Regions from separate parts of the Cricetulus griseus genome. Here region 2 is linked to region 1. The links are chromatin contacts, called in public Hi-C maps. All regions are on one chromosome and are shown on one strand. The core of a region is the stretch at or near the end of the contact, and the rest is flanking DNA. Distances in the headings are between cores, read along the strand shown.

Region 1 (3,992 bases), core at 1,426-3,925:
GAGTCTTGAGACAATTAATATGCTTGAGGGGAGGTTTCTAAGCAAGGAGGGGGCAGTTCTGGCTGCAGTATGAACGGGTGGGAGTATTATAGACGAGAGACAGGGACACCATGAGGAGGTTGCTGCAACAGCTCAGACCTGAGGCAGAGGGTGACTGAAACAGTGATAACAGGCAAGAGGAAAAATACCTTATTGTAAAAGTCACAGGACTTTAGGGTTGCACTGGCTTTAAGAAAGGAGGGGGGCAGTCTGTTAAGCCTTGACAATTTTCTTTTTTTCCCAGATTTTTTTAAATTTTAATTAGAAACAAGATTGTTTTACATGACAATCCCAGTTCCCTTCTCCCTCCCATCCTCCTCTACCACCCCTCCCAACAAAAGCCCTACCTACCACATATCCTTTCTGCTCCCCCTGGAGGATGAGGCCTTCCACAAGGTGTTATCAGAGTCTATCATATCCTTTGGGATAGGGCCTAGGCCCACCCCCATGTGTCTTGGCTTAGGGACTATCCCTGTATGTGGAATGGGCTCCCAAAGTCCACACCTATGCTAGGGATAAGTACTGAACTACTACAGCAGGTCCCGTAGATTTCCGAGGTTTCCTCACTGAAACCCATGTTCCTGGGGTCTGATTCAGTCCCATGCTGGTATCCAAGCTATTAGTCTGGGGGGGGGCAAGAGCTCCCCGATGTTCAGGTCAGATGTTTCTGTGGGTTTTGCCAGCCTGGACTGGACCCCTTTGCTCTTCCCTTGTCCTTCTCTGCATCTGGATTCCAGTTCAGTTTAGTGATTACTTGTGGGTGTTTGCTTCTACTTCCACTAGCTGCTGGATGCAAGCCTTGACAATTTTCAGACATCAGTGAATGAGGATGGTGGCAACTACTGAAGCTAGAGACACGGGGCGGGGGGGGGGCAGGATTTGGGGTGCAGGAGAGAGTGGCTGAGCAGGGAAGGCCTCTTTTGGGTACCACGGACAGCTCCAGGAGACTCCAAAGGCCTCCAGCAAAAACCCACCACTGGCTCTTGACATTGGCTGCCTTCCAATCAGCAGAGGAGCAATTTTAACAATCACACCCACAGGCTCAACAAGTTGTTCTGTATCACAAACTCTGGAAGAGGGGCTTGGGATTCTGCTTCATAAATGAGTGGCCCAAGTTCCTCATAAAGGTACTTGAAGAAAGTGTCCATGGCTGCTACAAAGGAGGCCGGGTGCTCTTGAAGCTATGGGTGGGCTTGGAGGCAACTTATTTACCCACTAAAATTCCTGGACAAGGCAATGGGACTTCTGGGAAATGGGAAAAGGGGCCACCTTTCTCCAGAACCCTTAAAACTAAATGAGGCAGATTTCACCCAAGTGCGGTCATAGCCACTGGTCAGTGTAGGCTGCTCTTACAACTTTCTAACTCCGTTTCCTGGAACCGCAAGTCAACCCAAATGTGGCTCCCTTAGGCCAGAGAGGAGAGCCCTTCTAGATTGGCTTTACAATTTTACGACAACCTTAGTTGGGTATAGTGTCCCACACCTTTAATCTCAGTACTCAGGAGGCAGAGGTAGTCAGATCTCTGTGAGATTGAGACCAGTCTACATAACAAGTTCTGGGACAGCCAGAGCTACATAAAGAGACCATCTCCGTAACAACAACAACAAAATTACAGTCACCATGAAAAATTGAAAACAGGGGCTCAAATGAATCCTTGTACATGAATATAAAGACACCATTAGTCAGGAGTCAAGGTGTTAAAATAACCCTAAAGTCCACAGACAGGTGTACAGAAAATAACTGTGTAGGTACACCCAGTATTTGTAAGCTTTAAGATAGAATGAAATTCTGGCACTTTCAGAAACCAAATTAGACTAACACAAGAGGTACTCAGTAATTAGAAGTAGGGGAAAGTAGAACTGTGGTAGCCAGGGCTGGGGGCAGGGTGGGGAACCCAGGAGTTAGTTCATGGGTATGCTTTCAATATGGAAAGTTCTGGAGATCCGTGGTAGTGATGGTGTGCACAGTAATATGAATGTACCTGGTGTCACTGGACTGTGTATTAAAAATTAAAATCAGGGCTGGAGAGACAGCTCAGAGGTAAAGCATTGACTGCCGTTCCAAAAGACCTGGATTTGATTAGCACCACATGGCAACTCAAAACCACCTCTAACTTGGGTTTCAGGGAATCTGATGCTTTCTTCTGGCCTCCTGGGGCAGCAGGTGCACGCATGGTACACATACATACATGCAGGCAAACACTTATACACATAAAATAATAAATTTAAAAAGTTAAAACGGTAATTGTATGTATTTAAAAAACTGTCGATGTCCCCTACGCATCTGGGCTTCTGTAAGGTTTCTTAATTCCGTAGGAGATACCTGAAAACCGACAGAGGTGGCCTTCCACCTCAGTTTGAGGCTCACGGAAAAGGGATGGACGGACGGATGGATGTGGGCTTGGAGTTATTATCCCAGGGTGTGTAGGGCTAGGGAAACTGAGTCTCATGTTTGCCAAAGATGTCGCTCTTCACAGGCTCCGGGAGCAGGACAGGAGCTCAACACCTTTTATCTTCAACCTCACCATCAGTCATTCCCGGCCAGCGTCCGAAGGTGTTGGGACCTTGGCGGCTCGCTGTCCTCTCCCAAGATGGCCGCCGCCGCCTCTGTGACAGGCCTGGTCACGTGGGCGCGCGCTCTTGTGAGGTCGTGGCGTCCCAAAGGGCGATTGTCCCTTCCCGGGCCCCATCCCGACTATCCCTGTCAACAGGAGCCTGAGCGATCATGGCAACGGGCTCGGGCGGGGAGCGCGTGGCGACGGCGGCGGTGGCGGCGGCGGTTTGGTCGCGGGCCGGGGCGGCGGAGCGGCGGAGGCGGCGGTGGCTGTGGCGCCGGCACCGGCCCTGAGCGCCATGCAGCGCGGCAGCCCGGAGCGGGAGCTGGCGGCCAGCTGGGAGGTGGCGGCGGCGGCGGCGGCGGCGGCCATGGCCAAGTCGCAGGCCGCGGAGGCGGAGGCAGAGGCGGAGGCGGAGGCGAAGGCGGAGGCGGAGGCGCTGCTGAAAGTGGACGCGGGCGCGGCCGGGGAGCCGGAGTGCCCGGCGCGGGAGGAGCAGCCCAAGGCCGCGACCCGGCCCCTGCGCGACCCGCGCGGCCGAGGAAGGCGACGCTCGCGTCGCCCGGCGGCTGCCGCCCGCGCCGTCCCTGATCCCAACGAGGCCGGCGCGGGTCCTGTGCCAGCTCGTGAAGGCCCGGAGTCGCGGCCGCGGCTACCGGCGCGGCTCGAGCTCGCTGCGGCCGGTCACCGTGGACAGCTCCAAGGCCCGCACATCCCTGGAAGCGCTCAAGATCAGCCTTCGGCAGCTCAGGTGGAAGGAGGTGAGGCCCGGCCTGCCGTGGGGGCACAGGGGGGTCGTCCTTCCAGGCCTGGCCCCCGACAGCTGCTTCTGTCTGTAGCTCTAGCCTCCTCGTGGTATGTGTCTGTCTGCTCCGCTATTGACTTTCATTTTCTTCATCTAAGTTCTATTTAAAGTTTCGTAAACTTCAGTGCTTAGAGTTCCACTCTTGGGCCAGGTTTGTATTCGCTCGACAGCGCCTCACTACACCCTGCTGCTTACCTGTGCGACCTTGAGCGAGCTGCTTTGCTTCTTTGCCCGTTAACCTCTAGTAGTGAAGCCAACTGTTAGTTACTATCATGGGGCTTACTGCCTTAGTGATCGCACAAGTCTTCAGTAAGTGACAACCTACTTTTATCATTCTCCCTGCCACCACCACCACCACCACCTCCTCCTCCTCCTCCTCCTCCTCCTCCTCCTCCTCCTCCTCCTCTTCCTCTACCACCACCACCACCACCACCACCGCAGCCACTGTTGTATGATTCAGGGCATATAGCAGGTGTCAGTAAGTGGGGGGGGGGGATGAAAGCTGAGTGAGGAGATGAATCACTCACCCTTGAATTAATTTCTGTCCTTGTAAAGTGTGGGGCAAAGCACCAATGAATCTGAGAGGTTCTGTTG
Region 2 (4,180 bases), core at 569-3,068, 120 kb before region 1:
GCATACCATGTACTGTATATTGCCCTCTGGACTCTCCAGGATATAGGAGAGGAGAGAAGGGGGGAAGGGGAGGCCAGGGGAGGGGGAAGGAGGAAGAAGGGAGAGGAGAGACACAAAGACAGTGCTGTTGTCTTTGTTAATGAGCCAGAAATCATATCCATATTTTTGACAAAACATAGAAAGCATGTGGGGGGGTTGCCGGTGTGTGTGTGTGTGTGTGTGTGTGTGTGTGTGTGTGTGTGTGTGTGTGTGTGCTCACCATAAGTGGCCATAGTCATGGGTATAGCCGAGAAATCAAGGTCATAAGCTCTGTAGATGAATCTGGTTTTGAGTTGTTGGCTTGGGTAGTTATTAAACATGTGGCTCTATGATGGGTTTGAGTCTTTAAACCTCAGTTTAAAATGGTAAAATAGGTACCAGAGAGGATGCTGCCTCACACAGAAAATGAGAGCATGATTGTAAGATGCTTAGCATTTCAATGCATAGCCCAGATTTAAGCATCCAAGAATAGTACTGTGTATGTGTACATATGTGTGCATGTACATACCTCACCTACTTCCAAAGTATAATCTGTTCTCTTTCCTATAAAAGATTGGTTCAGAACCCTTCTTCTCTCTAAATGCCTGTAGGCCTGAGAGCAATAAATTACTGGAATGCAAGGGCTGATACCATTAGCTGGGGCTATTTCTGCCTGAAGGAACAGATACGTGTGTTTCTACGGTTTGGAGGTGGGTTTTTAATACTGTGATGGTGTATAGAAAACAGTGTCAATGTGTGCTTCTGGCTATGCCTATTTGTACAGATGGAGACTGACAGCTGGGAATGCTGGTTTTGTAAAGGTGTATGTTGCTTTCCCATAAGCCTAGTGCCTTGTTCCACCACCTGTAAGAATGCAGTGCATAGTAGGAGATATCAGATAATAGACAAGAGGTTACACACGGTTTGGAGCTCTATGGAAGCCTGAACTCTCCTGAATATGGCTGTGTGTACAAGTCTAAGTGATTGTGGGGGTGCTGTTTACATCTGTAAATGAGGGCAATTATGGAAATTGTGGTCTGTGTGATGGGTGGGTTAGGGACTGGATCTAAATCTGAGTGTGCACATTTTTTAGAAGAGGGTGTAAATTTACACACTTCTTTGGCACGGTTTGTGTGCGGAGGAGACTGTGTCCATTCGTGTTTGTCAGTGTAAGGACCTTTGAGATGGAGGGCTCTGTGTTTGAGGGCTGTGCCTTCTATCTGCTTTTTCCTAACTCTCACTATCGTTAGAGCCCCATGGAAGGTAGAAAGTGGAACTAAGTAAATCTTGAAGGTGGATGTCCCAAACAATTCCTTCCAAAAGAATCAGGGGGAACTACTCTCTCACTGCCACCAGCACACTCTGCTCTGACCCCAATCCTATTCAGCCCTTAGGAGCTCATGCAGGCACCAGTTGTTACAGATACCTTTGCTGGAGTGTGAGAGGTGTGTAGATGTCCGGGACCTGGAGGTAAGCAGGTAACCATTTGCGACCGTATGTGCCGGGCTCAGCACTGCGTCAACAGAGTGTAGCCTCACATGGAATCCAGCTCTGCAGACGGGCTGACCACAGATTCCTCTCGCACTTAGGAACTGGCTGTGTGAGGGCGGTGGGTGCCCTTGAGGGAGGGGCGGTAGTAGGAGCTGTGAGGATGTAAACCCGCCAGTGTCTTTGTATGTTAGCATGTTCTAAGGGTCTCTCTGTAGCGCTGAGTTTCAGTGTGTCTCTGTGTGTATGTCTCTGAGTCTCTGCCTCCTTGTGAGTGTCTCGCTCTTCTTAGCAGGGAGGGGATTGGTCACGCATGACTCATCTTGAACGGAGCGGGGCTCCAGCGGCAGGGCGGTCGTCGCCGCAGCTGGAAGGGGAGGAGGACAACGAAGAGGAGGGAGAGGAGGAGGAGGAAGAGGAGGAGGAAGAGGAGGAGGCGGCGGCAGCCGCAGAGGCAGCTGCAGGGACCTCTCCAAGTTTGTCGGGACCTTCTTCGGAGGAGGCAGTGGCGCCGGCAGCCAGAGAGGCCAGGACTGCGTTCAGGCCGGGGGCGGGGGCTGGGGCAGGGCCCGGGGCTGCGGGGCCCGAGCCTCCGCTCTCCAGCACTCTCAACAGCCTCTGCCCCCAGGGCGCCCCAGGCCCCACTTCGCGCCGCTCTCCGTGCTGCGCGCCGGCTGAGCCCTCCGTTCCCGGGCCCATGTACTGGAAGCATGAGAGCGCCGCCCCGGCGCTGCCCGAGGGCTGCCGTTTGCCGGCGGAGGGCGGCCCCGCCACTGACCAGGTGAGCTAGTTGGCGAGTGGGTAAGCCTCGAGGATCCCGAGGCCAGCGGGAGCCGGGATTCAGCTCGGCCCGGCCGGTTGGCGGGCAGCAGCAGGGAGGAGGGGTGCTGGGTGAGCCCGGGGAGTGTGTGTCTACGAGCGTGAGAGCGCGAGCGGGTGCGGGGGGGGGGGTCGCGGAAAGCGGGAACACATTATGCAAATGTTGGAGGAATTTCTCAAAAAGCGATTTAGCAAAGACATAGGCGAATCAAGAGGAGGCGAGGCCAGTATTGTCCGTCTGAATAGACGCTGATAGCGCCGATGCGCCGGGGGTTGTGCCGGCGCAACGCTGAGAATCCCGACACGGTGCCGGTCCCGGGCGCTCCGGGAGTCTGGAGGGTTCTCTTGCCTCCTCCAGGAGGCCTCTCTTTTCTCTTTTTGGCCTCATTTCACTTGCCGATCTCGCCCTCTTTGGCTCCGGGCTTCCCTTGGACTAGCTCTTCCAAAGGCGTTTGAATCGGTGTCAATATCCCCGCTTCAATTTCGCGGCACGCGTCGGGCGGGAGGGCGGATGCTCCTAGTGCTCTGGGTTTTATTTTTCTCAACCACCACCACTACCACCACCACCCCCATCTCCTTTTTATTTTCTTTCTTTCTCTCTTTTCTCCTTTTTGCATTTTGTACCGAGAGTAGGAGAAGGGAGGGGGTGAAGGGAGAAAAAAATTCGATTTTTAATTACTACCATTAAAAAATCAAATTTGCAATTCTTTGGGCGGCCTGATGGATCTCACTGATTGACAGTTGGAATTGACACTCTGGCTACCTCTTATCTTGGGCATTCACGACAATTTCTAATTGCAGGTAGTTTGTGTGTGTGCGTGTGTTTTTCCCCCCTCAGAGGCTTGGATTGCAAAGGAACTAAGCGATTACTTCAAGAGCCACGGGTTAAGTGCAGGGAGAGGGGGAGAGAGAGGGAAAAAACCCAATCCAAATTCAAATTGCTTCATTAGAGAGACACCGCTTTTGTGGGGAAGGGCTTTAAATGCCCACTACAAAGTTAGGACTCATTGTTCACCGCCGGTTTATATAACAGGCGCGGGGAGGCGCTGGGCTCTGACAGCTCCGAGCCAGTTCAGCAGCCGCCATCGCCTGCCTTCCCTCCCCCTCCCCCAGGTGATGGCCCAGCCAGGGTCCGGCTGCAAAGCGACCACCCGCTGTCTTGAAGGGACCGCGCCGCCAGCTATGGTGAGTCCATTCGGCTCTGTTTTCCGCCCTGAGTACCCCCAACAGCACAGGCCAGGGCATCTGGCTAAACCTTCTTGCTACCAACCTCTACCCTTGCGCTCGAGAATTGCCGATAGGAGCCACCTCTCGTTGACTCTTGATTTTTTTCTGGCCAAGAATGTGGGCTTTGGCTACTTCCTGCACCCAGAATACACCATGTTAAAAGTTGGGGGCCGTCCTTTCTTTTCCAATAGGTCCTTTCATTCTTGTCCTCCAGCCTAGGGCCCGACATCCCTGGTATATTTCGTTGTTAGTTGGTGCGCAAGGGAACCAGATTTGTCTTTATGGCAACTCTGGGCGTCCGACTTAGCACTTCGCTATTCTTCTTTCCCATTCCAGGCTCAGTCAGACACCGAGGCCCTGGCAGGTTCTCTGGACAAGGACGAAGGTCGAGCTTCCCCATGTACGCCCAGCACACCGTCTGTCTGCTCGCCGCCCTCTGCCGCTTCTTCCGTGCCGTCTGCAGGCAAGAATATCTGCTCCAGCTGCGGCCTCGAGATTCTGGACCGGTATCTGCTCAAGGTGAGTCAGGGTAGGTGTTGCCTGCAAGTCGGTGGGTGTGAGCTATAGAGAAGCCTGAGGACTGTGGGAAGCAATGCTCTCCCAGGTCCATTTTATTCGGCGTCCTAGT

Evidence for each region. A called contact is a pair of places that touch in the nucleus more often than the background predicts.
Region 2: a contact with region 1 is called in a Hi-C map of the CHO-K1 cell line, with 2.6 times the contacts expected there. The contact joins the promoter of Lhx6 here to the enhancer-like site in region 1. A contact is called at or near these places in 2 of 8 Hi-C or Micro-C datasets (both in the CHO-K1 cell line).

The regions. Positions count from the first base shown.
Region 1 is chr6:147,865,669-147,869,660 of CriGri-PICRH-1.0, reverse strand. It overlaps Dennd1a (DENN domain-containing protein 1A), which reads left to right. Exons shown (of 32, transcript XM_035446997.1): 23 at 2,750-3,100; 24 at 3,102-3,354. Among named protein-coding and RNA genes, the nearest start is that of Ndufa8, 63 kb to the left of the region's middle. Within about 2 kb of position 2,675, at least 6 of the 6 cell types and tissues checked have open chromatin away from gene starts, as enhancers often do. A contact at or near this core is called in the CHO-K1 cell line, where this site is marked.
Region 2 is chr6:147,982,465-147,986,644 of CriGri-PICRH-1.0, reverse strand. Lhx6 (LIM/homeobox protein Lhx6) reads left to right here and starts at 1,818. Exons shown (of 10, transcript XM_035447002.1): 1 at 1,818-2,287; 2 at 3,439-3,510; 3 at 3,889-4,071. The coding sequence starts at 1,820. All of the region lies in intron 22 of Dennd1a (DENN domain-containing protein 1A), which reads left to right.